Linked DNA regions of Sus scrofa: regions 1, 2 and 3 are each linked to region 4. The links are chromatin contacts, called in public Hi-C and HiChIP or PLAC-seq maps. All regions are on one chromosome and are shown on one strand. The core of a region is the stretch at or near the end of the contact, and the rest is flanking DNA. Distances in the headings are between cores, read along the strand shown. Region 1 overlaps C17H20orf96. Region 2 holds the start of ZCCHC3 (zinc finger CCHC domain-containing protein 3). Region 3 holds the start of SOX12 (transcription factor SOX-12). Region 4 holds the start of SRXN1 (sulfiredoxin-1).

Region 1 (6,505 bases), core at 2,436-4,935, 320 kb after region 4:
CCCTTATCATCATCCTTATGTTACAGATGTGGAAACTGAGGTGCAGGGAGATAAATGACTTGCGCCAGATCACACAGCTAGAAAATGCAGGACTGGGGATCAAAGCCACTTAAACAGTTGTGTCTAAGACTCAGGAGAGTGATCAAAATCCCTTTTTGTTTGGCCGTCGTATGGCAAATGGAGTTCCTGGGGCAGGGATCAGATCTGAGCCACAGTTGCAACATGTTGCAGCAGTGGCAATGCTGGATCCTTAACCCACTGTGCCTGGCCGGGGATCAAACCTGCGTCCTGGAGCTCCTGTTGTGGCGCAGCGGAAATGAATCCGACTAGGAACCATGAGGTTGCAGGTTCAATCCCTGGCCTCGCTCAGTTAAGGATCTGGCATTGCCGTGAGCTGTGGTGTAGTTTGAAGACGAAGTTGGATCCTGTGTTGCTGTGGCTGTGGCGTGGGCTGGCAGCTGTAGCTCCAATTTGACCCCTAGCCTGGGACCCTCCATGTGCCACGAGTGCAGCCCTAAAAAGCAAAACAAACAAACAAAACCCCACCAAAAAAACCCTGCGTCCTGGAGCTGCAGAGACGCCACTGATCCCCTGTTGCGGGAACTCCAGAATTCCCTTTTATCTCACTGCATTAGGGGCAGAATCTTGTGGCTTTAACAATTTCCAGTAAAGTAACCTTTCATGGAATATAGTGCATCTTGAAGCAAGGCTTAGGAGCTTACTATTAAAATTTTTCATGTCAACTGATAGAACTTGTGATAATTGGTTTTCTCACCATCCATTGCTTTTTATGGCTTCTGAACATTGTTTCAAAATATTTGAAATGACTAGAATAAGAGGGGGCTTTAGTATCCATAGCATAAAGTAAAATACCCAATGCTATAAATACTACAAAATACAATAGAAGAATTCTTAACTTCTTCAAGAAAGTTTTTAATAGCTCAGGGAACAATGACTATTACACAAAGAAATAGGGAAAAATGTGTTTGCCTTGAAAACTTTTCTCCCCCTTTCATCTTCAGTTTTGCACAAACGGTTTAGAGGCAGCCCAGCATTCTTAAAGGAGGAAGTCATATTTTTGATGTTATTTTTATCTTGACTTTAGAAGGATTTATGTGTTTTTGTGTGATACGAAACATGAACTTGGACAATGAGCTCTCAAAACCTGTGCTCCTAACCAGTTCCTAATACCGTCTCTTGTAATCATTCATTTGCTTAGCCCACAAATGTTTATTGAGCACCTACTATGTGTCAGGCTCTGTTCTAAGTGTGGGGACTCACCAGTGATGTGGCCTCTTAGAAAACATACATTCTACTGGGGGAAATAAACAATAAACAAGCCAAATAAGTGCATAGTATGTGTAGTGAGGATAAGTGCTATGAAGAAGTGCAAGGATAAGGTTAGGGGGCTAGGAGTTCCTGTTGTGGCGCATTGGGTTAAGAACCCAACACAGCATCCGTGAGGATGTGGGTTCGGTCCCTGGCCTTGCTCATTGGGTTAAGGATCCAGCGTTGCTGCAAGGTGCTACGTAGGTCGAAGACATGGCTCAGATCCTGTGCTGCTGTGGCCGTGGCAAGGCTGGCTGCAGCTCCGATTTGACCCCTAGCCTGGGAGCTTCAATATGCTGCAAGTTCGCCCCCCCCCCAAAAAAGAAGGTTAGGGTACTAAAGAGGCACAGAGGAAGGAGTGACCGAGACTGTGTTGGGAGAGTGGTCAGGGAAGGCCGCTAAGGTGGTGACATCTGAAGGGGGAATGTTCCAGGCAGAGGAAGCGGAAGTGCAAAGGCCCTGAGGTTGGAGTGAGGTTGGTTTGATGGAACAGGTGATGAGGAAGAAAGATGGTGGGCTGTGGAGGGAAGGAGATAGCTTGTATGTAGCCTGTGGTCCATGATTAGGCTTTTGAGTTTTTTTTTTTCTTTTTCTTTTTTTCTGTCTTTTTGTCTTTTAGGGCTGTACCAGCGGCACATGGAGGTTCCCAGGCTAGGGGTCGAAACCGAGCTGTGGCTGCCAGCCACAGCCACAGCCACAGCAACATGGGATCTGAGCTGTGTCTGTGACCTACACCACAGCTCAGGGCAACACTGGATCCTTAACCCACTGAGCGAGGCCAGGCATCGAACCTGCCTCCTCATGGATGCTAGTCAGGTTCGCCAACCACTGAGCCATGACGGGAACTCCAGGCTTTGAGTTTTTATACTGAGTAAGACAGGAAGACCTTGGAGGATTCTGAGTAGAGTGGGGATGTGATCTGACTTAGGTTTCCATAGGGGTCCTTGGGCTGCTGCTGCTCTGTGCAGACTGGTCTGTGGGGACAAGAGGGAAGAGGGGACAGAGCAAGGAAACAGAGATGACCCAGTTGGTTTGTTCTTGGACATGGAGTAGGATCCTGACTGCCCGGCAGCCTCAGGACCGTTAGGGAAGGGTCCATTTCTAGAGCAGAGTCATGAATGCTACACTTTATCAGAATCACCCGGGAGTGGGGCTCAAGGGGTCCATGACTTGGAGGCTGGCATTTCTCACAAGATGCTTCTGGTCCCTGTGGGCCATGTTGGAGATATTTTGGTGACGACAAGATAGTAGAGCTCGGAGTCCAGACTTCAAAGATAGCAGCTCTGCTCTGTGTGATCTTGGGTCAGGTCCTGGATCTCTCTGACCCTCCAGTCCTGCTTCTCTAAAGTGGGGGCCAATAATAGTGCCAGGTGATGTGGTGCACACCGAAGTTTGCACTTAGACTGGAGGTTTCCAGTCTCCACGTGTTCGCACGCTTATTCGTATTCTCCTGTGAGGGACATGGGGGCTGAGGGCTGGGGAGGGGTCATTTCTAGCAAAGGACAGAGAAATGAGAACGAGCAGAAGGAATGAAGAAGAGCCACAGGAACTCGGGATCTGAGTTGCGACCAATAATACCACAGCTCATGGCAATGCCGGACCCTTAACCCCCTGAGCAAGGCCTGGGATTGAACCCGCAACCTCATGGTTCCTCGTCAGATTCCTTAACCACTGAGCCACGATGGGAACTCCTCCAAGTGGCAGTTTTAAGCCCACACAGTTCCTCCTCTTAGTGTAATGGACAGACAGACTTTGGGAAGCAGTAGTCTGCTTTTAGACTTTTGGTGCCATTACTTCCAGGCTGTGTGACTTTGGGGCAGTCATCTAACCTGTCTGACCTTCCACCTCTCAGAAAAATAGAACTGGTAAACACAGGGTTGTTGGAGGGTGAACCGATAACACGCCCGGTGCTGAGTGAGGCGGCCTTAGCAATTGTTGTTATTATTATTGTAGATGCTGTGTAACCTGCTTTTCCTTAGGCAAGTCACTTAATCCGTGAGATGCTCATTGTCTCCCCAGGGGCCCTGGGTGAAAGGAGGGAGTCCTCACTCCGCTGTCAGAGGAGAAATGAAGGGTAGCCATGTCTGCCTCTGCTGTTTCTTCTCCAGACGCTGCCTAATAAAGATAAGGCGGCGCCCTTTTGTTTTAATTACCCATTAATAAAATATGTGTCCATTAGATTGTGACAGGCCACCCATTGGTGTGGATGTGTGACACACCCTCACCTCAGAGATGTAAAATTAGGAGGAAATGGATGTTTCAGAATGGATGGAATATTTCAACGTGCTCAGACCCGCAGACAATGGGGAACCGCCGCCCGGCTCGGGTGGTATTTACCAGTCGAAGCCACAAGGGGGCGGATGTACGACCGGAGGGAAGTGGTCCCTAGGCTCCGGGAGCCTCTGGCCAGCCTCGCACACCGCGACCTCTTTTCCCTGTCCTTCCACTCGCAGACGATGCTCAGACACCGGCAAGCCTCGCACCAGGAACTCTGCAACCACGAGGACTTCCTCACCCAGCTCAACCGGGAGCTGATCAAGGCCATTCAGGACACGGAGGACAGCTCGGCCCTGAAAGTGCGGGTGATGCTGCAGCAGCACGACGTCTTCATGGTGAGCGTCCACAGCCCCGCCTCTGCCCTCTGTGCGGCGATCGAGCCCTAGACACCGCCCTCCTGAGCGCTCGGGCGCCCTCTGCTGCTTTCGTTCTACCTCTCCAGGCGGGTTGCACAAGCTGCTTCCTCCATCTGAGAGATTAATCTCTTACATACTACCCGCCCGTCTTTGGAATCAAGAGGAGGGTGTACATCCTAACCAGCACTTATTAGCTGGAATGGAAGACTTCATTTATTTATTTTATTTTTGGGGGGTCATTTTGTCTTTTTCAGGGCCACACCCGCGGCATATGGAGGTTTCCAGGCTCGGGGTCTAATCGGAGCTACGGCTGCCGGCCTGGCCACAGCCGCAGCAACGCAGGATCCGAGCCACAGTTCACGGCAATGCCGGATCCTCAACCCACTGAGCGAAGCCAGGGATTGAACCCGCAACCTCATGGTTCCTAGTCGGATTCGTTTCCGCTGAGCCACGACGGGAACTCCCTGGAATGGAAGACTTTAAATTAACTTCTGAGCCCTATAAAATGGGGGACAATTGCACCCACTCCAAAGAGAAGTTGGGCCTGGCACACAGCAGGCGTGCAAGAGAAATTAGCTAACATCGCTAGCAAATACTTATACAGTGTAATACTGTATATGTATTCACATAACCCTACAACAGTTGTTTGGGCTTTACTGTTCTCCTTATTCCACGCATGAAGAAATGGAAACATGGACAGGCTAGGTGACCTGCTCAAGGTCACCCTCAAGGTCAACCAGCTAGCAAGGGTCAGAGCTGGGATTTGAACCCAGACAATCTCGCACTGGGATCTGTGCCCCTTCCTCCATGCTGTGACTACCACCTTCATCCACTGCTGGCACTTATGGTCTATTGGTCAGGGTGACTGCTGAGAGCCCAGGGAGCATCCCCTGCCTCCTGTAGGAGAGGCTTGGCGATGTTTTTGAGAGAGGGCGGAAAGTTCACAGGGGACCGGGAGTTCAGGCTGAAGAAGAATCAGAGAAAATGGCTTCATGGAGAAGTAACTCCTTTCTGACTGCAGTTTGCCCAGGAGGAGAGGAACTGAGTTTACTTGGAGCCTGAAACAAAAATTCCGATACCTTGGAGCCTTAATTGGTGTGATTGGGCTGCCACAAGAAAGTACCACAGACCGGTAGCTTGGATGACAAACATAAATTTTCTCACAGATCTGGAGGCTGTCCAAGGTCAAGGTGCCAGTAGGGTTGGTGTCTGCTGAAGCCTCTTTCCTTGAACCATTGATGGCTTCCTTCTTGCTGTGTCTCCACGTGGCGTTGGCTCTGCATGTGTGTGGAGAGAGAGAAAAAAATCCCTGGTGTTGCTTCCTCTTCTTAGAAGGACAGTAGTTTCTGGAATGGAGCCTCATCCTTTGAACCTCATTTAACCTTAATTGCCTCTCTAAAGGCTGTATCTCCAAATACAGTCACGTAGGGGACAGGGTTAAGCCTTAGCATATTAACTTGGGAAGGGGCACAATTCCGTCTATAACAGAGACCAGGGACATTCAGAGTTATTCCTTCAGTCCAAGGAAACTCTAGAATATTTGCCAAACCCAGACAAAGTCATTGTCTGATTTGCCTCCATTGTTCTATTTATACATTTATTGTTCATCCTGAGTGTTTCCTGTGGGTCCTGGGGAAACAGGGATCAGAAGGACAGTCATCCCTGTCCAGCTCTTATTCTAGTGGAGGGACAGGCAGGGAGAAAGCCTTTTGTGTGACTGTGATGGCGAGGGGGGACTTGGGGAGCTAGGAGGGGCCTTCTAACACAGACATGGGAGGATCAGGAAGACTTCCCGGAGAAGGTGATGCTTGAGCTGAAACCTGCAGAAGTAGGTGCTAACTGGCTGAGAGCTGGCGAGTGTTCCAGCCTGGGGATGTGGGTACCCGAGGCCTGGGGTGAAAGTGAGTATGAGTGGCTCAAGGAGCCACATGTTGCTTAGTGTGGCTGGACAGTAAGGTGTGAGGAAGGGATCTGAGAGAGATGAGATTGGCCTGGGTCAGGTTGAGGGGTGCCTTGTCAGCCAAGGACAGGGGTTTGGATCTTATTTATAGGGCAGAGGGGAGATGTTGGAGGGTTTTAAATAGTGAGAAGGATGTGGTGATCTGTTTTGTTTTGTTTTGTTTTTTTCTTTTTATGGCACCTTTGGCATATGGAAGTTCCCAGGCTAGGGCTGAATTGGAGCTGCAACTGAGGCCTAAGCCACAGCCACAGCAACACCGGATCTGAGCCACAGCTGTGACCTACACTGAAGCTGGTGGCAACACCACATCCTTAACCTACTGAGCAAGGCCAGGGATCGAACCTGCATCCTCATGGAGACTATGTCAGGTTCTTAACCTGCTGAGTCACAATGGGAACTCCTGCTTGTTTGTTTGTTTGTTTTAATTAAAATTTTTTTAAATTCAATTTTTTAAAGTAAAAAAAAAATTTTTTTTTTTTTTAAAGAAAGATCATCTGAGGGAGTTCCTGTTGTGGCACAGCGGAAACAAATCCAACTAGTATCCATGAGGATGTGGGTTTGATCCCTGGCCTCACTCAGTGGG
Region 2 (6,335 bases), core at 1,157-3,656, 300 kb after region 4:
CGAGCCGGTATCCCAGGGAGCAATGAATACACCCTGGGTCATAATGTTTCTTTGTCCTTCCCTATCTCCCAAGCGTTGAGAAGCCCCTGCCAAATCTTCTGCTTCCTCTCCCACATGAGTTCTTAGCCTTCCTCTGGGCTCATCATTCTGGAGAGAGCAGACTTTCTGGGCCCTCAGTGTTGAGGAAAATGTTGTGAAGTGTGAGAGGTAGTAGAATGAGCACCGGGCTTGGGGTCAGGGGACTCTGCTCTAGGCTAGCTCTGGCACCAGACAGCTCTGTGATTTTGACCCAGTCTTCTAACCTCTCTGGGCCTTGTTTCATCTGTTGGAAAACCAGGGGATTGGTCAAAACCAATTTTTTGGTCCTTTCCAGCAGGAAAATTCTAGATTCCGTGATTCTGTGAAAAATGGCTTCTGAGCCACTGAAAGTGCTGTCACCAAGTCCACGCATTTTAATGCCATAAGAGAGGCCCTTGGCCACCATGCAGAGCTTATTGACTCAGATTACAGACACTTCTAACAACACTGGTTTCACAAATTCTCAGACCACACAGATTAGAAGCAGCAAATTAAAAGGGGTAAGGGATGAGCTGCAAAAGATAAGACACCCTGACAAAAGCCACAGTCAACAATGTTCTCAGTTCAACAAACACTGATGGAGTGCCTACCATGTGCTGGGCCCCTACCTAGCGCTGGGGCATAAAGATGAGCAAGGCAGCCCAAAGGGTGGATATCCAGGGAGAAGACAAGGCGTGGGGAATAAAAAGTACCAGAAAAAAAAAAAATCCTCGAATACAAAACAGAAAACAAAGTTTAAAAAAGGGAGGGGCGACATATCTGCACGCTACAGTTCTCGGTCATCGTTAGTGACAACAGTCACCAAATTCAGTAAAGGCTGAAATGGAGTAAACTCGGTTTAGGAAGGCAGAGCGAGACGTCTCTTGCAGGTTTAAGAAGATCTCCTTCGAAGACGATAAAAAATGGTTTAAAAAAAGTTTTGGCACTTAAGAGGGGTAAGCTGGCTCTGTGTTCACCTTGGCAGGCAGGCGGGTGTTCAGTGCCCGGCCACGCCGGTTAGCTGAGCTGCCACGGAATTGTGAACGGCTTTGGGACACTGGGCAAAGGCGTGTCCTCGCTTGCCACAGAGGTTGCAGACGATGCCCTTCCGGCAGTAAGGGCTCAGGTGCCCTTCCTCCCCGCACCTGAAGCACCTGTCCTGTGTGCAGCTGCCGCTCATGTGGGTCCGGGAACCACATTTAAAGCACGTCTTGGGCTGCCCTTTGTACCAACTGTAGCCCCTCTCGGCCCCCAGGAAGAAGGCTCCCGGCAGGTGCCTGACCCCGCCCTCCCCCTGGCGCAGCTCGATCTCGCACTTGTACTCCCCGGTCCAGATCCCAAACCTGTCGGTCACTTTCACTGGCACGGCCAGCACATCGCAGTGGCGCTTGAGCCAGGTCACGATGTCCTCCACGTCCACCGTCTCGTTCCGGAAGAGGATGAAGAGCGTCTTCAAGCTGGACTTGCTCCGCCCCAGCACCACAAAGTTCTCCCAGCAGTCCTCCTGCTCGCGCTTCTCCTCGTAGACGCGTAGGAACAGGGCCAGTTTCTCCGCGGAGCGGAAGCTCACGTCGAACTCGCGGCTGCCGGGAATCTGGATAACCGCGTAGATGTCGCTCGGGTCCATGCCGATGGAGCGCAGGATGAGCGCGCCCACTACGAAGTCCCGGGTCGGGCAAGCGCCTTCGTCTCCCTGGAAACAGATGCGCACGAGAAAGCGGCCCTTGCCCGGGCCCGCCCCGGGGCCCGTCGCCGCCGCCGTCTCGTCCTGGGGAGGCCGCTCGGCCGCGTCCTCGGCCGCGCCGGGCCTGCTCGGGCCCGCCATGGCCGCCACCTCGGCCTTCTTCCTCCTGCCTGCCTCGGCTGCGCCCTTCTTCTTGCGGGCGTCCGCCGCCTCGCCGGCCGGGTCCCTTCGGCGACCCTTCGGGTCCCCGCGGCCGGCCGGGGGGAAGTCGCCGAGGCCCGGCGCTGCCAGGCCCGCGGGGGCGCAAAGCCCGCCTCCTGCGCCGCCTTCTTCCTCCCGCCGCGGCGGCCGCGACTCGCGGAATTCGCCCTTCTTTTCGGCCAGGTTCTTCACGACCTGGGCCCAGCCCATCTTCTCGCGGCCGCCCTCAGCTTCCTCAGCCCTGGGCGCCGGGCGCCCGGGGGGCAGGAGCTGCGGCCGCCCCCTCTTCCTCTCCTCCTCCGCGCCGCCGCCGGTGGCCATTTTACCTCCTTCCCAGCATCCTCCACTCGCTCCCTCAGCCAAAGGGCGCCCATCGCGCGCGCCCGCCCGCCCGGGGCTGTGGGGGTTTGGGCTTTTTTTTTTTTTTGAAATTCGACGCTTCTCTCCCCCGCCCCGCCGAAGGTATTTACTTGCAGCGCTCAGTGGCCCCGCGAGCCGGGAACCCCCTGGTAACGGCCGGGCCGCGTTTCCGCCGGCGCTCGTTCCAACCCCACCTCCTCGGCATCGAAGCGGGATGGGGCGCTTGGAGCGCGTCCCTGCCCCTTGCGAGAGTTTGGCAGCCTTGGGTCTCGCTCTCGAGGATTTGGTATTTCGCAAGCGGTCCTCGATGATTTCATTCAAGCAGCTTTACAAACGGCCCACAGCCCGAAGGCGGGACGGGGTTGAGGAAGATTTCGCCCATTTTGTTTTCGTTTTTGTACCTTTTCTATTAAAAAAAAAAAAAAGACAAAAACAAAACTTAGCTCTCCCCTCCTCTCAAAGCAGGTCACACTGCATTATTTTTCCAACGTTGGATCATGGACATTTTCAAACATAGGAAGTTGAAAGAATTGTGCACTTTAACTTTTTAACTATTTTAACTTTCTGTCATTAAAGTTTTAATAGACCTTATCACACTACCTCTATCCCTCCTCACCTCCTGTTTTTTGATACATTTCCAAGTAAGTCAGACTGCCTTATTTTTAAAAAAGACTTCCATCATATTCATGATGACGATGACATTGAGCGCTGAAGTGTCCAGTAACTGTTCTAAGCACATTGCAAGCTTTATCACATGGAGTCTTCCAAAACAATCCCGTGAATACACCCGTTTTACCAGCGGCAGGGGCTTGGAGATTGGGATTAAATCACTTGGTCAAGGGGCAGAATTAATAGGCAGCCCCATGCCTAGGGGGGCTTCTACCTCTTTGCTTCTGACATTGTGGATCAAGGACTGTTTGGATTAGATTCTCCAGGAACCCCCGTCTAAAACAGGTTCCCTAACTGAAGTTAGCAGGGGACACAGTCTCTTATTTCTCCCTCATCTGTGTCAACTGGTGCTTCGGAAGCACTGATAAAATTTGGGTGGTTGAGGGGGTGAGATTAACAGCACCTTTCCTCATGTTGTTTTCTTTGCCATAGCTGCGCTTGCATTTCAGGGTGTTCCAGTGATCCTCTGGGTTTAGTGAAAGAAAAGGTGGATTGTGGAGTCAGGGACCCTGGTTTGAATCTGACTGCTTCAGAGCTCAGCTTTGTCGCATGGGGCCAATGACCTCAGTTTTCATAGCTTAATTTGCTCATCCATAACAAAAAGATATTAATATCTCCTCTCAGAGGACTAACATGGGGGTTCAGGAGATAACCTGGGTGGAAGAGCTTGGTCCACAATGGGTTTCCAGGAGAAGTTATTTTTCCTTTCTGCCTCTGTTGGATTCGTTCCTATTTCTCTTGCAGTTCTTAGGAGCCCCGTGCGTTGTTTTCTTAAGATCTTTCCCTTTACCCCAATTCCAGTATGAACTCAGGAAGCCAGCCTCTCCAACTCTTGTGCCGTGCGAATCTTCCAGTTCCCTCACTTTATAACCTCTGCCATGCTTTCCTCTATCCCCTCTCCTCCACCCATGTCCGTGCCCATTAACCAGAAACGTCAAATCTTAGATTCACGCATTCCCCCCTTTTGTTCTTTCTGCTTGCCTGCTAATATCTTTCCATGCGGATGATGTTTGCATAACCAAACAGAACCTATGTATTTTAAATAATCCCTTTTATTCCTCATACCCTAACTCCCTCTCCCCACCCCCACTCCAGCATACAATCAAATATCTATAAGGATCTGGAAGGTACCATAAATAAGGAAATGGGGGGAGGGAACTGGTGGGCACATATTCTATCTGAATACGGGCAGCTGCTAGTCAACTCCAGTCCCCGCTGTGGCCAGATCTTCCTGTTTTTAAGAGAAGCCTGAACTCCAGTTTCTTTTTAAAATGGGAAACAGTCTTTCTTCTCCTTCTTCACAGTTGTCTTGGCTATATTTGGATCCTCTGTATAAATTTTAGAACCAGACTAGTAAGTGCCAGGAAACCACTTTTGGGAATTTTAATTGGGCTTGCTTTGCATTTATACAGAATTGCCATGTTGTGATACTGAATCTCCTCATTTATGACCCTACTGGATTTCTCATTTATTTGTCTTATTTTATGAATTTCAATAGCATTTATAGTTTTCTTCAAAAAGTTCTTGAATAATTTTTTTGGAGGGATTTATTCCGAAGTACCTTGGTTGCTATTGTAAATGGTTTATTTGTTTGTTTATTGTCTTTTTAGGGCTGCACCTGTGGCATATGGAAGTTCTCAGACAAGGGTTTGAATCTGAGCTCCAGCTGCAGCCTATGCCACAGCCATACCAACACCAGATCCTTAACCCACTGAGTGAGGCTAGGGATCGAATCTGCATCCTCATGGATACTAATTGGGTTCTTAACCTGCTGAGCCGCAACAGGAACTCCTATAAATGGTATCTTTAGAAACTACATATTTGTTATTAGTATTTAAAGGAAACACAAGGAGTTCTTACTGTGGTGCAGTGTGTTAATGATCTAGTTTGTCTCTGTGGAGGCGTGGACTCTAGCCCTGGCTCCACACAGTTGCAGCAGGGGTGTAGGCCGCAGCTCAGGTCTGGCTCGGATTCAGTCCCTAGCCCAAGAATATCCATATGCCATGGGTGCGTCAGAAAAAGAAAGAAAAAAAATTAAAGGAAATACAATTGAGTTTTTGGTACTGAACTCATATCTAGCAATAAGGCTGAACTCTTTTAAGATTTCCAATGGCATTTGGAATCACTTTGCTTTTCTATGTTGACAATCACATTGTCTGTAAATAATGAAGGTTTTTTTCCCTCTTTCTGTTCAGATCTTATACTTTTTCTTGTTTTACTGCATTAGGCAGGACCCCAGGACCCCTCACATAATATGTATGTGTGTATGGCAATATATATATATATTATATCATATATTAGGCTTTTTTTTTTTAAGGAAAAAATAGTTTTTATTTCTTTGCCAGGCAAAGGAGGTCACAGCAGGCTAATGCCCTAAAGACTGCGCCCTTCTTTGAGAGAGAGTAGGAGATGGTCTTATAGTTTGGGGAGTAGAAAATAGGGCCACAGATGAGGATCAAAGTAGTTGCAAGTTTTCATTCTTCTTCAAACTGGTGTTTAGTAGCCCCAGGACTGGTTCTGGTGGTCCTCCTTTCTGGAATGAAAAATGCTCCATCAAGTAGTTACCATCTTTCATTTGTTGGGGGTTTTAGTTCTGCAGAAGAACTCAAAAATACTAATCTATATCTATATCTACAGTTTGAGGAGGAAGCAGGACCCCGCCCCAAGGCTGCACTTTTTTCTCGACTGCTCCCCCCCCCTTTTTTTGTTTCTATTAAGAAATCTGTTTATATTTTGAAAATATTTGACCTGTGGACTGGAGTTTGGCTTTATCTCAATTTTACTAACTGTATCTTATTCTATCATAAGATTCTGTTGGTATGTGTATGGCCATTTGTTCCATCAAAGCCATTTTTCTGAAGTCAAATTCTGCAGATCCAAGTTTTCGGTATTCTCTTTGGGCCCTTTTTTTTAAAGTTTCATTTATTGTTGTTGATCACTATCAGCACTCTGAATTGAATAAAAGCCTGAACATCTATATTTATTTCTCACTGAATTTATTTAAAAATTGTCAGCCATTCTTCTCAGCAGTGTTCTGGCAGTCAGATTGTTCTATTGTAGAGATTACTGAACCAGGAGCTGCAGGGGCCAGGTGGGTGCCTGGTGAACAGAGCAGTCCAGATGGGCACCAAGGCCATCTAAAGAGGGCAGCCTTTACTCATTCCTGGCAGATTATTGCTGCAGAGGGTTATCAGAATTGGTCATTTTTGGTAGCTTAGTCTGGGTTCTTAATTGACAGAATTTTGGAATGTGCACTATTTTTCTTTTTTTTCCTCTCTCTTTTTTGGTTGCCCTGAGGCATATGGAGTTCTCGGGCCAAGGATCCGATCCCAGCTGCAGTTTGGATTTATGCCACAGCTGCAGC
Region 3 (6,249 bases), core at 3,145-5,644, 280 kb after region 4:
GGGGAATCTTGGCCTTGTCCAACCTTAGGAATTCATTGGATCTGGGAGAGGAAGAATTGGGGGCACAGGGTGTCAGGGGGCCAAAAGTCTTCATAAGCCTTGGTCTCAATTCCCAAAACACACTGGTAAGGAGAATCTCAAGGACAGGAATCATTGTGGCTTCTGCTGTTCCTCTCCAGTCAGTCAATACATCTAAACTGAGGGGCCAGCTCTGTACCAAGTACAGGGACAAAGGCGACTACTCCAGACCCTGAGCCCCACCAGCCTAACACCATCTGCAGATTCAAACAGGGAGGGAGAAGCAGCACCCTGAAGCAACACTTCCCCAGGAGACAGAAACCAAAATCTGGGGCCCTGTCTCGGAACTTGGCTGCTTGCAGGCCCTTTACAAATTGCTTCTGTACCGCTCTGAACAACAGAATCATACAGTTTATGGAGCACCATGTTAAATGCTTCTCGCATCAAACTTCACTCTACTCCGTGAAGCAGGTATTATCATCATCTCCATATTACACATACAGAAAAAGAGTCAGGGTAAAGTTAAGCTGCTCAAGGTCATGCGAGTGCTCAGTGGCGGTGCCAAGCTTTGAGTTCTTTGTGGCCCAACCCTGCCTGTCATTAAGAACAGGGTCAAACTGGCCCCCTCGGACCAAGTGTGCCTGCACACTTGTTTCACCAGGTCCACAAGGATTTAAAAATATCTGAGTCAGCTTTCATTCTGAAACTGAGATGTTCATAGAAACATCCAATTTCCACCTCCTCTTGAAAAATCTAGTCCCCTGCTCAGAGTGGGCTGCATTCCCACAGGGTCGCAACTAGCAGGTGAGCAGTTGCTTCCCTTGAAGTGGGTCATGAAGCCAGTATCCACCCAGACTCTCTCATTCATTCATGTTACCTGCCTGGGCTCTGCAGGGATGAGTCTATCATCCTTAATGAAGACCAGGAGTCCTGAGACAGAGGGAGCAGAGAGGCTTTGAGGGGCCAGGTCCTTCCTTGCCCTGGAACCCCCAGCTCTTCCTCCATGATGCTAATAAGTCTTGTGGACCTGAATCTGCCAAACTGTTCGGGGAGGGTTGAGGTGAGGCAAAGACATGTAGAACCACAGGGCGAGATGGGGCAAATACACTTTATTCAGTCCTGGCAGAAGTCCTGCTGTGGGTGCCAGTGCCCCAGACCAGAGGGAGCCCTCCCCTCAGCTACGAGACTAGTTCTCCAAGACCACAGACAGTGACATCTCTTCACTCACATGACGTTTTCTGGGGTTTTTCATTGTCTTTTTTTTTTGTTGTTGTTTTTCTTAAAAAAAAAAAAAAAAAAAGAGAGAGAGAGAGAGAGAAAGAGAGAGAAAAAAAGAGCGCGCGCGCGAAAAGGCCCAGAGCCGGAGCACCAAGCTTAAAGGAGGCAGCTGGTGGCTTTGTCAGCGACGGGAACGCGTGGGGCAGAGACCTGCAGAGACCCTGGGCAGGGGTCCCGGAGGACTCTGGGACCGTTTGTTCCTGAGATCTGTGTGTGTGTGTGAATGAGAGTGTGTGCACACCCGGAGAGGGTGAACACACGCCGGTGAGATACAGGTAGTGAGGGCAAAGGGGGCGTGGGGAGGCCGGAGGGGCGGGGCTTGAGCCGGGAGTGGGGGTAAGAGGGGGTAACGGCGTCATGGGCACGGTTCCCGAGGGCACACCGAACTGGACACAGCTTCCTCCTGCAGCAGCGCTGGGCGCAAAAGGCCCACCGCTACGCTGACCCTCCCCTCAGTCTCACTAGCTCAGCTGATGGTCTCTCTCAGCTGCTGACAAGTGGGGCTCTTCTGGCCACTTCGTCTGCCACCACGCCTCAGTCTCACCCCCCCTAGTACCAACGTGTCTCAGTTTCTTCCACTGAATACTGTCACTGGAGGCAGAGGGACCTTGATGATAGGAAGGAGCGGTGGGCTTAGGAAGGAGCCCAGGATGGGAGGGTGCCCTGAGGTGATAGGACAACTGGGGAGGGCTGGGAGTAGAAAGGCCCGGTCCCCAAACAACTGCTACGTGTCTTTGTTCTTAGTTTTCTCTCCTGAAGGATTTTCAAAGACAGACCCTGCCCCCAGCTCCCGGTGGGGGAAAGGGAGGTTTCTGAGAACCAGTTTAGGCTGTAGAGGCAGTCAGGCAGTCCGTGTGTGTAGTGGGGGGTGCACGTGGGTCTCGGCGACCCCGTAAGGGAAAAGGGGCCGTGCCACTTGGGAGAGTTCCAAGCCCCAAACCAACCCTTCAGGGCCGGCTGGTCTTTCTCCCCCTTCCGAGTGCTCCTCCCATTTAAGGCAGTGACGCCCCGTCGGGTTGAACGGAAGCCGTGGCTCCTGGATCTAAAGGTTTCTCATCAGGATCGCTCTATATCCGCCCCCCCTTCCTCCCGGAGCCGCTGACAGAGCCGTGCAGTTCGACAGGGACCAGCCCCCTCCTCCCAAGAAGCATTAGGCATGCGCGAGAAGGGGGCGGGCCCCAGCGCTCCCGGAGGGGAAAGGCGTGTGCCCCTCCCCCTCCCTGGGACGGGGCGGGGGGGGTAAGGGAGGAGGGCGCAGGGCGGCCGAGCTGCAGCGCCCCCCCCCAACAAGACAGGAGGCGGGCTAGGCGACCGCGGAGGGAGTCCGGAGCAAGGGCAGGGGCGTGTCCTCCGGCCTTGAGGAGGGGCGTATGCAACGTGGGGGAGGGGTACAGGTCTCTAGGGGAGGATACGAGGTGTATGGGGGGGCGGCTGCTGGTGGTTGCGAGGGAGAGGGCAAGATGGGGAGGGGCTTGGATGTCGGGGAAAGGGTGGGGGTTGGGCTGCCTTGGGGTGTGTCTGCGGGGGGAGGGGCATGTCTGGATTTGAGGGGGGATGGGCACGTCTAGGAGGGGGGAGGCTGTGCGGGAAATGGGGTGCCAGCCTCGGCCTCCGAGGGGCCCCAATACCTGATTCCTGTATGTAAACAGCTGGTTTGGGGGCGTGCGCGCCCCGCTGACGGTGGGCTCAGTAGGTGAAAACCAAGTCGGCGATGCTAGACGGGCGCCAGTCCCCTGCGATCATCTCGGTAACCTCGGGGGTGCAGTAGTCCGGGAACTCGAAGTGCGACGTGCCCGAGGGGGGCGGCAGGTCCGGGTCGCGGTCCAGGGCGCTGCAGTCCAGGCCGGCGGGGCCGGGGGGCAGTCTGGATAGAAAGCCCAGCGGCTCCTCCCCCGACGCCACCGTCTCCTCTTCGCCTTCCTCCGCTGCCGCCGCCTCCTCCTCCTCTTCCTCCGGCTCCTCGTCCTCCGACGGAGTCGGGGAGGCGGCTGTGACAGCCGCCCCCTCGCCCGACGGCCCTTGGGCACGCTCCGCGGGTCCCCGGGCGGCCCGCCCTGCCGGGACCATCCTCCACAGCTCCCGCCCGGGGGTCTCGACCAGGCGCACTTCCAGCAGCTCCTCGTCGTCGTCCTCGTCGTCCTCGGGCGCCGCCGCGCCGCCCCCCAACGGCCCTCCTGCCGCTCGGCGGCCCCCGCGGCCAGGCAGCTGCGGCCCGGGCTTGAGCCGGCTGCCGCCACCGCCGCCGGGGGGGCGGGGCCGCGCCTTGGCGGGCGCCCCCTTGCTCTTTTTGCGCGGCCGGTACTTGTAGTCCGGGTAATCCGCCATGTGCTTGAGGCGCAGCCGCTCCGCCTCCCGCACGAACGGGATCTTCTCCGAGTCCTGCAGCAGCTGCCAGCGGCGGCCAAGGCGCTTGGAGATCTCGGCGTTGTGCATGTCGGGCCACTGGTCCATGATCTTCCGCCGTTCGTGCTGCGACCACACCATGAACGCGTTCATTGGTCTCTTAATGTGGCCGCTCGGGGTCTTGCACCAGCCGGGCTCACGCGCCCCCTCCTCGGCCGGCCCGGGCCCCGGGGGCGGCGGCCCGCCGTCCCGCTTGGCCCTCGCGCCCCGCTGCTGCACCATCGCGCCTGGGCCCGGGGCCGCTAGACGCCGCCGGGGGCCGTCCGCATCCTCCGCGGCTGGGGGTGGGGGAGGAGGCAGCAGCGATGGAGGGGCGGCCCCGCCCCGCAGCTCGGCCCGGCCCCCGCGAGCTGGGGAGCTAGGAGCTGGGCGCACCGGCCCAACGGACGGCGGGGGGAGAAGGTCAGCGGCGCGGTCTCAGGCGGGCTCGGCGCGCCCCCGCCGCCTCCGGCAAGTTGCGCCCTGCAGCACGCCACACATTGTTTTGCGGGGGTGGAGGAATTGCACCCCCAGGCCCCCGCGGGCTCTCCTCGCAGCCGCCTGCTAAGCCGCGGCCCGCGCGCGCTGCTCCCCGCCCGGCTGCCTTCCAGTGTCTTTCTCCCCGCGCGGCCCCGCCGGCGCGCGCGCCACCCCTCCCCCTCGCCGTCTGCGGGCCGCTGCGGCGCGCGCGGGGCCGCCCCGTGTAAACACCGAGGTGCCCGCTTGGGCTGCGGCCGGGCCACGCCTCGCGCTCGGGCGGCGCGTCACCCGTTGCTGGGCAGAGAACCTGGTATTTGCATCTCCCAATCGCTGTCTGCCAAAGCGGGGCGGGGCTGCGGGGCTGCGGGGCTGGGCGGTCTCCCGACTGGGATCGGGGGTGTCGGATGAAGTAGGTTTCTTTTCTTAGGCTTGGGACTAGTGGGAGGGTGGCGGGACGCCGAGCGTGCTTCTCTTCAGGCTTCCGAAAGCCTGTCCCCGCCCCCACGTTGCCTTTGAAGTTTAGCTTGCTCAATGACACCTGCCGCCAGGTAGGACCTCTGCTCTCTCCTCTTTCGGTGGCGTCTTTTTGAATCGTCCCAGAACAAAGGTGGGGGAACCTAGGCTCAGGAAATCTCCTTAAGGGACTCATCGTGTCAGTGATGTAGCCCCTGCCTACTACACACAAGGTCTAGCCAAGCACGAGTCAACAAATGCTTTGGGGCCCAAATAACCGAGTCCCTTTCAAATTTTTTTTTTTCTCGATTGAAACGCCGTAAGAGTCCTGGGAAAGAAGGCCACATGACTCCCACTTTCCAGGCAGAAACACCAAAGATTTGCAGATGAGAGCTCGAATCCTAGGTTCGCAGTCCCAGCTTTCTCCGCAGCGCACGAAGGGGCCGAGGCACCTCGCCAACCAGCCAAGCACCCGAATAGGGAGGACTTCTCGCTTTTTCTGTTCTCAGGCGAGGTTCGAAAATGTATGGGTGCCCCATTCCTAGGCCCCACCCCACACCGCGACCAGCCGGGTGCCAGACTGGGGCGCGATGCCCCTCCCGGGTCTGAAGAAGCGTGCGCGGGCACAGGGGCGGAGTCAGGCCAGGGGGCGTGCCCGGGACGCACGCTCTGGGCGCGTGGCGGGGAGGGGCTGCGCGCTCCCTGTTCACCACGTGTGTGTGCTCGCTCGGGCACTGCGGGGCGTGCGCTACCCCTGGGGTAGGTCACCTTCATCGTGCCGTGGGCCTAGGCGGTGGGAGAGGTGCTGAAGCATCGCTCCGCGGAATAAGAAACTGGGAGAGGTTGGGTTGAGGGTATCTAAGGTAGCAATTTGCTGGGGCACAGCGGGGCAATGTCCGGGTCGGAGGATGCGTGTCTCACGCGGTAGACCTCACCCACCTCTGGGCGGGCGGGGTCTGAGAGCTTGCGGGTGTGGGGCGGGGAGGAAGGACGAGGTGCGGCTCCACAGACGATGGGGGCGGGGTGGTGCTCTGGGTGCCCGGGAGGGAAATGTAGCTTCGCGGGTGGGAGGGGGCGACTCTTAAAGGCACAGGGCACCCAGAGGAGAAGGCCCTGCGGGCGACTAAATGGTACCTCTGGCGACTTACTGAATGCTGAGATCTGGAGATCCCCGAGTTTGAAGCTTCATGACGGTAGCCTGGATGGTTCAGTGCTCCCTGAAGTCCGAGTTCCTGTAATCATATGCAGGTGTCTTTTTTGCTTGGCCTGAAAATAGGGAAAAAAGCACTTTCTTCCACATATGGTTATCTTGCACATTAAATGGAGGTAATGAATGTAGACACATCCCTGACATCTAGTAAATGCTGGATAAATATTAGTTATCAGGGGAGTTCCCATCAAGGCTCAGCAGAAACGAATCTAACTAGTATCCATGAGGACACAGGTTCAACCCCTGGCCTTGTTCAGTGGATTAAGGATCCGCACAGGGCTCAGATCCCGCGTGGCTGTGGTATAGGCCTGCCGCCACAGCTCCAGTTCGACCCCTAGTTGGGGAACCTCCATTTGCTGTGAGTGTGGCCCTAAAAAGACAAACAACCAAACCAAAACAAAATAGTTATCAGGGACTCAGGGTACCAC
Region 4 (6,246 bases), core at 1,617-4,116:
AGGGAACTGTGTCCAATCTCTTGGGGTGGGCCATGATGGAAGACAATATGAGCAAAAGAATATATATGTTTGACTGGGTCACTCTGTTGTACAGCAGAAATTGACATAACACTGTAAATCAACTATACTCTAATAAAAAAAGATTTAATGTTCCTTTTGTGGCACAGAAATCCTTTCCTCTTTCTACTCGGCAAAGTCCTCTGCATACCGGGAATGCCTGATACATAAGTTTTGTCAAAGATGAAAGCGAAGGGGAGGAGCAGGGCACCCAGGAGCAGTACAAGGAGAGCAGGTAACAGCGCCTTTGGTTGCAACCGACAAACATGGACTCCAGCTGGTTTGGACAGAAAAGAAACTTATTGATGTCCTGCCCCTTATTCCCTTGGGCCACCTCTGAAGCCAGAAGCTTTATCTTCCAGGTCCTCAGACACCTGCTCAGTTTGAGTACAGAGCAGCCCAGAAATGGCAGAGACCTAACATGCTTAGGCCACCCTCAACCAGTGAGGGACAGGAAATCAGTGAATAAAAGTCAGTGCAGGAGTTCCTGTTGTGGCTCAGCAGTAATGAACCCGACTAGTACCCATGAGGACGTGGGTTCAATCCCTGGCCTTACTCAGTGCGTTAAGGATCCGGCATTGCTGTGAGCTGTGGTGTAGGTCACAGACACGGCCTGGATGCCACATTGCTATGGCTGAGATGCAGGCTGGCAGCTGCAGCTACGATTTGACCCCTAGCCTGGGAACAGCCATATGCTGCAGGTGCAGACCTAAAAAGACTAAAAATATAGTTATAAATATCTCTAGCCCCCCACCCCACAGAGGGACAATTCTGATACATGACACTTCCTCACAGAGTCTCCAGCAGAGTGAGCCCCACTTAACCGCCATGTTAACCTGCTCATCCTGTCCCCCCATTAGCACTTCTCCTTTCCCTGGTCCTGCCTGGAATCACCTCCTACAGCAGACCATCTTCCAAAGATGGTCACAATAAAAGCTTCCTGTGGCAACAGGCTCTTTTAGAACCTTGCTACTTCTCTCCTCAAGGGATGGACTCTCTGTCCCTTCCCTTGAGCCTGGCTGGGGGTGGGGTGGGGGATGAGGGTACAATCACTATGGAAAACAGCATGGAGGGGGCATGGAGACCGCTCCCACAGATAGAAATGATGTCACATGACTTCCATGACTAGACTGGAAAAGGCCATGAAGCTTCTGTCAGGTTCTCTTGGGACACTGGTTCTTGGAAGCCAGCTGCCATGCTATGAGGAAGCCCAGGCCGCAGGGAGGCGTTCTGGCTGACAGGTGGTATGGCCCAAGGAATGTGTAGGGAAATCACCTCCAGATGAGTCCAGCTCCAGCCATCAGGTCACCCCTGGATGTTGAGTCACCTCCCCACTGATGGCCCAGACACTGCTGAGAAGGGACAACCAGTCCCCACTTTGCCGTGCCTGATTTCTTGACCCACAAAATCTGTGAGGATTATAAAATGGTTGTCTTATGTTGCTACATTTCCAAGAGGTTTGTGCTACAGTGATAATAACTAGAACAGCTCCCAAATAAAGTACCCGCATACAAGTCCCAGACTTGGGATCTACTTCTGGGAGAATCCAAACTAAAACAAAAGGATATTGCATAGATCCTAGAATGTCTCCAGCTTCCAGTCCCAAACTTACATTAGCCCCAGAGAAAGGTACCTCACCTTAATCTCAACAGGAGGCTTAAGTCTCCATCCTGACATTGTTCAGCTACTTCTTCACCAGCCTTGGATATGCCTACCTCCAGACATCTTAATTATGTGAAAATACAAATCTTCTTAACGCTTATAGCCATTCTGAGTTGAGTCACAGGTATCTCAACATACAAACCAACAGTGGGTACAGAACACACTCTGAAGTCAGGCTGCTAGGATTCAAACCCTGGTCGAGCCACTTACTAGCTCATTACCTTAGGCAAGTCTCTCTCTCTCTCTCTCTCTCTTTTTTTTTTTTTTTTTTTTTTTTGTCTTTTTGCCATTTCTTGGGCCCCTCTCAAGGCATATGGAGGTTCCCAGGCTAGGGGTCGAATCAGAGCCGTAGCCACCGGCCTACGCCAGAGCCACAGCAACGCGGGATCCGAGCCATGTCTGCAACCCACACCACAGCTCACGGCAACGAGGATCCTTAACCCACTGAGCAAGGCCAGGGATCGAACCTGCAATCTCATGGCTCCTAGTCGGATTCGTTAACCACTGAGTCACGACAGGAACTCCCTGGGCAAGTCTCTTAAACCAAGCTGTGCCTCAGTTTCCCCCGTCTGCAAAATAGGAGTTAATCATACCTAGTTTGCAGACTTGTTTTGAGGTTTAAATAAACTAATGTACATGCAAAGTGTTTAAGACAGTGCCCGACACAGCACCAGATTCGTCAGACTCGTAATATTACTGTTGTTGGTAGGTATTATTATTACTTCTACCGCTATTACCGCTAAGGCTCCAAAGGCTGGGCTGCCAAGAGCGAGGTTTTGCCAACTCACTCTCGCCGGGCAGATCTGGCCCCTTCCACGCCGCGTCCCCGCCCCCGCCTCCCGCGGACCTGAGTCACCCCGGTGTGTGACGCACAGCCATCGGCGCCCCTCCCGCCCCACGACCTGCAGACTCACCCTGAGTCAGCCTGCCCGGACGCTTCCACTCCCGGGACGCCGAGCGGAAGAGGAGAAGCGGTGCGGCGCCCCCCAGCGGAGAGCCGGAGCCCCGCGTGCATCCCGCGGCGCCGGGCGAGTGGAGCCGAGGTCCCGCGGGGACGCGCGGGGGATGGGCCGGACCACTGCGGGGCCGGGGGAGAGAGACGCACTGGCCGGGCCCCCCGCCGCCTGCGCAGAATGGTACGGCCCGGCCGGGGTTAAAGCCCTTGGGAGGAGGTGCGTCTAGTGGCGGCGGCGGTAGCGACGGCGGCGAGATGGGACTGCGTGCGGAGGAGCGCTGGGCAGGGCCGGGATGGGCCGGGGGTCGCCCGAGGGACCTGGGCCGAGCGGCAGCGCGCAGGGCGGCAGCATCCACTCGGGTTGTATCGCCGCGGTGCACAACGTGCCGCTGAGCGTGCTCATCCGGCCGCTGCCGTCTGTGCTGGACCCGGCCAAGGTGCAGAGCCTCGTGGACACGATCCGGGTGAGGCCCTGGGGGAAGCTGGCAGCTGGGAGGGCTTCAGAGGAGGGAGGATGCGCCGGACGCCAGACGGGACTGGTTCAGTCTCCCCCGCAGCTCAGCATTTGCTGTGTGACCTTGAGCAAGCTGCTGGGCCTCTCTGGACCTCTGTTTCCTCTTTGAGCAAGGAGATTGGAGGAGAGAATAAAAATAACAATCTCTGACTCCTATCAAGATGGTATTTGAAATGGCCCAGGAGCTCTTTTAAGTGCTTAGCTTCTTCATGCCAATCCTGAGAGGTTCTTTTACAGACGAGGAAATAAGGCACAAGAGGATTCAAGCAACTTGTCCAAGGTCAGGCATTTAAGAAAGTGGTACAGCCTGGCCACAGTGCCCAGCTGCATGGCCACCACATTATCCTAAGATAAGATGTGTGGTCACTTCTGGCTGTGGCAGTGGGACTGGGGTGGGGGTGGGGTCCTGTCTGCAGAGAGGGCCTTGTTTGAACTGGAACTGGGAGAGGAACAGGTCAGCCACAGCTCAGAGAGGATGCTGGAGAAGGCTGGTGTGATCCTGGCAGGAATGAGAGGGGAGGGAGGGGCCATAGGTGTCCTGCATGACATCTTGTCCCCCTCCCCCAGACCCTTGGAGGGTGGCCATGTGAGACCCTGAGGCCCCACCAGACACCTCTCCTGCTTCCAGGCATGTCTTTCAGTCCTAGACTTTGCACTGCTGGTAGTTCCTCCTGCCTGGAACTGCTTCCCAGAGAGCCTGCTGCCCCTCTGGGGTTAGGTCCCTGCCTCCCTGTTCTGTGGCTCCCCCCTTAACCCGAGGTATTTCTCCTTGCAGGGTTTGTGTCCCGCTGAGTTATTTTATACATTTGTTTGGGTTTTATTGTCCCTCCTCCCCACCTCGTGTGAACTCCATAGAAGCAGAGACTTGGTCCTATCTTGCTCTTTCCGTGACATGAACACGGTGCCTGGCTGTTGTTGAAGGATCTGGCCCTGTGTGCTCTCTCCCACCACTGGGCCTTTGCACAGACTTTCCACCCCACCCCACCCCTGGAAAACTCTTTCGTGTCTTTTTTACTCTTTCTAATCCTCCTTGGTCTTCGGGTCAGTATCTTCCCTGACAGCCCCTACTGGGTTTGGGGCCTCCCATGGGCCCCCAGCCATCTGCATGCCTACCAGCAAACCTTTGATCCCACTGGGTTGTAATGGCCCCAGCCACCTGTCTTCTAGGCCAGAAACATATGCTCTGTGAGGGCAAGACCCTGGCTTGCCTTTGCTCACCATCTGCATTCCTTTTCTATAGCTACTGTAACAAATTACCAGAAACTTAGTGACTTAAAATAAAGACAGATTGTATTACTTTATAGTTCTATAGTTCAGAAGTCTAAAATGGGTCTCCCTGGGCTAAAGGCAAGGTATCAGCAGGGCTGCATTCTTTTCTGGAGGCTCAGGGGAGAATCCATTTCCTTGCCTTTCCCAGCTTCTAGAGGCCACCCACATTTTTGGCTCTTGACCTCTTTCCTCCATCTTCAAAGCCAGAAACATCAGACCTCCTCTTGTTCCTCTGTCTTCCACGTTTAAGATCCCTGGTGATTACATGTGGCCCATCTGGATAACAGGATAATCTCCCCATTGCAAGATCCTTAACTTAATTCCATCTGCAAAGTCTCTATGCCATGTAAGTAACACATTCACAGGTTCCAAGGATTAGGATGGGGACATCTCCAGGGGCTGTTATTCTGCCCACCCACCCACACCCCCGGGTGGCCAGCACTAGGCCTGCCAGGCACAGCGGCCCCTCATTCCAGCTCCCCCACTGGGCAGCCTCTGCTCTGTGCCTGGCACACACACATCAGCTCCCTGAGTTCATCAGCAGGATGTCTAAACCCATTTTACAGATGCGGAACAATGCCCAGTGGCAAGGCCAGTTCTTCAGCTCCCCACCCCACCGCCCCACCCAGCCCTTGCTCTTTGGAGGAGCTGAGATTCACATTCATGTCTGCCTGGTTTGGGAGCCCCTGTTCCTAACTGCTGGGCCTTACTGTTTAGTCATCATTTCTGGGATAAATGGATACATGCATCCATTGAAGCAGCCTAATAAGAGACCACCCGTGGGCCAGTGGCGGGAGGCCTTGTAGGCAGCTCACACCTAATTCAGTCTCCCCAGAGCACTCCACCCCCTCCCATCCGGCCCTAGGCCTTCCCTACCTAGAGGACCATCTGGCCGCTCAGGCCCCTCACAGGAAGTCAACTTAGATGCTCCTCTTCCTCTTCTCACGTTCATCCCTCCCGGGGCTCTATCCCCCTAAAGGTGTCCCAGACCTGTCCACCTCTCTCCCTATTCCCCCCCCCAGCCCCCACACACCTTCCCTCGGGCCTGCATCTTCTCCTGAATACCTGATTTGGCCCTGCCTCTGTCCTCCCTGCTCGTGCCTTTGTCCACCCCCCCCCAAGCCTGCTCTCCCATGACTTTCTAGACTGTTCCTCAGATCTTGTCACCCTCCCCTGTTTCAAACGCTCCAGGGCCTCCTAAGAGGTACAGACTTTTTGAGTTAGAAAATAAATGAGTCACGGCTGTGAAATGTCCAGTGCAGGAAATAGAGTCAATAAGTGTGTCATCTCTTTGTAGAATGGCAGATGGTAACTAGCCTTATCATAGGATCGTTTTGAAATGTGCAGAAATATCGAATCACCGTGGCGTGCACCAGGAACTAACATAGTGTGGTAGGTCAATTATCTACCAAAAACAACCAAACAGGGTCATAGAAGAAGAGATCAGATTTGTGGTTAGCAAAGGGTGAGGGGTGGGGGTGGGAGGCATGAGAAGAAGGAAAGGAATTATATGAAGGTGGTCAAAAGGTACCAACGTCCAGGCACAAGATAAATTAGGGATATAATGTATAGCAGGATAAATACAATGAACTCTGCTAAACATTATTATCAAAGTTGTTAAGGGAATAAATCTGCAGCCTTATCATCGCGAGGAAAAAAAAACCATTTTTTACATTTCTTTAATGTCATATCTATATGAGATGATGGATATTCCCTAAACTTACTATAGCCATCACTTCATGATGTATATAAGTCAAATTATGCTGTACACCTTAAACATATACAGTTC

Evidence for each region. A called contact is a pair of places that touch in the nucleus more often than the background predicts. HiChIP or PLAC-seq counts read pairs in DNA pulled down with a chosen protein or histone mark.
Region 1: a Hi-C map of fetal skeletal muscle shows a contact between it and region 4, with 1.9 times the contacts expected there. The contact joins the enhancer-like site here to the promoter of SRXN1 in region 4. A contact is called at or near these places in 3 of 47 Hi-C or Micro-C datasets (embryonic fibroblasts, fetal skeletal muscle and heart right ventricle) and 1 of 2 datasets of contacts at active chromatin or transcription factors (alveolar macrophages).
Region 2: an H3K27ac HiChIP or PLAC-seq map of alveolar macrophages shows a contact between it and region 4. The contact joins the promoter of ZCCHC3 here to the promoter of SRXN1 in region 4. A contact is called at or near these places in 1 of 5 promoter capture datasets (fetal liver), 1 of 47 Hi-C or Micro-C datasets (embryonic fibroblasts) and 1 of 2 datasets of contacts at active chromatin or transcription factors (alveolar macrophages).
Region 3: a contact with region 4 is called in an H3K27ac HiChIP or PLAC-seq map of alveolar macrophages. The contact joins the promoter of SOX12 here to the promoter of SRXN1 in region 4.

What each region holds. Positions count from the first base shown.
Region 1 is chr17:34,902,091-34,908,595 of Sscrofa11.1, forward strand. It overlaps C17H20orf96, which reads left to right. Exons shown (of 12, transcript XM_021077827.1): 6 at 3,783-3,941. Among named protein-coding and RNA genes, the nearest start is that of C17H20orf96, 14 kb to the left of the region's middle. Within about 2 kb of position 3,686, at least 40 of the 83 cell types and tissues checked have an H3K27ac peak or open chromatin away from gene starts, as enhancers often do. A contact at or near this core is called in alveolar macrophages, embryonic fibroblasts and fetal skeletal muscle, where this site is marked.
Region 2 is chr17:34,883,226-34,889,560 of Sscrofa11.1, forward strand. ZCCHC3 (zinc finger CCHC domain-containing protein 3) reads right to left here and starts at 2,407. Exons shown (of 1, transcript XM_003134368.4): 1 at 1-2,407. The coding sequence starts at 2,263. The coding sequence ends at 1,055.
Region 3 is chr17:34,854,040-34,860,288 of Sscrofa11.1, forward strand. It overlaps SOX12 (transcription factor SOX-12), which reads right to left and starts at 4,395. Exons shown (of 1, transcript XM_021077779.1): 1 at 1,110-4,395. The coding sequence starts at 3,921. The coding sequence ends at 2,983.
Region 4 is chr17:34,579,511-34,585,756 of Sscrofa11.1, forward strand. SRXN1 (sulfiredoxin-1) reads left to right here and starts at 2,867. Exons shown (of 2, transcript XM_003134361.4): 1 at 2,867-3,138. The coding sequence starts at 2,968. LOC106506648 (a long non-coding RNA gene) reads right to left here and starts at 2,853. Exons shown (of 3, transcript XR_002339912.1): 1 at 2,634-2,853.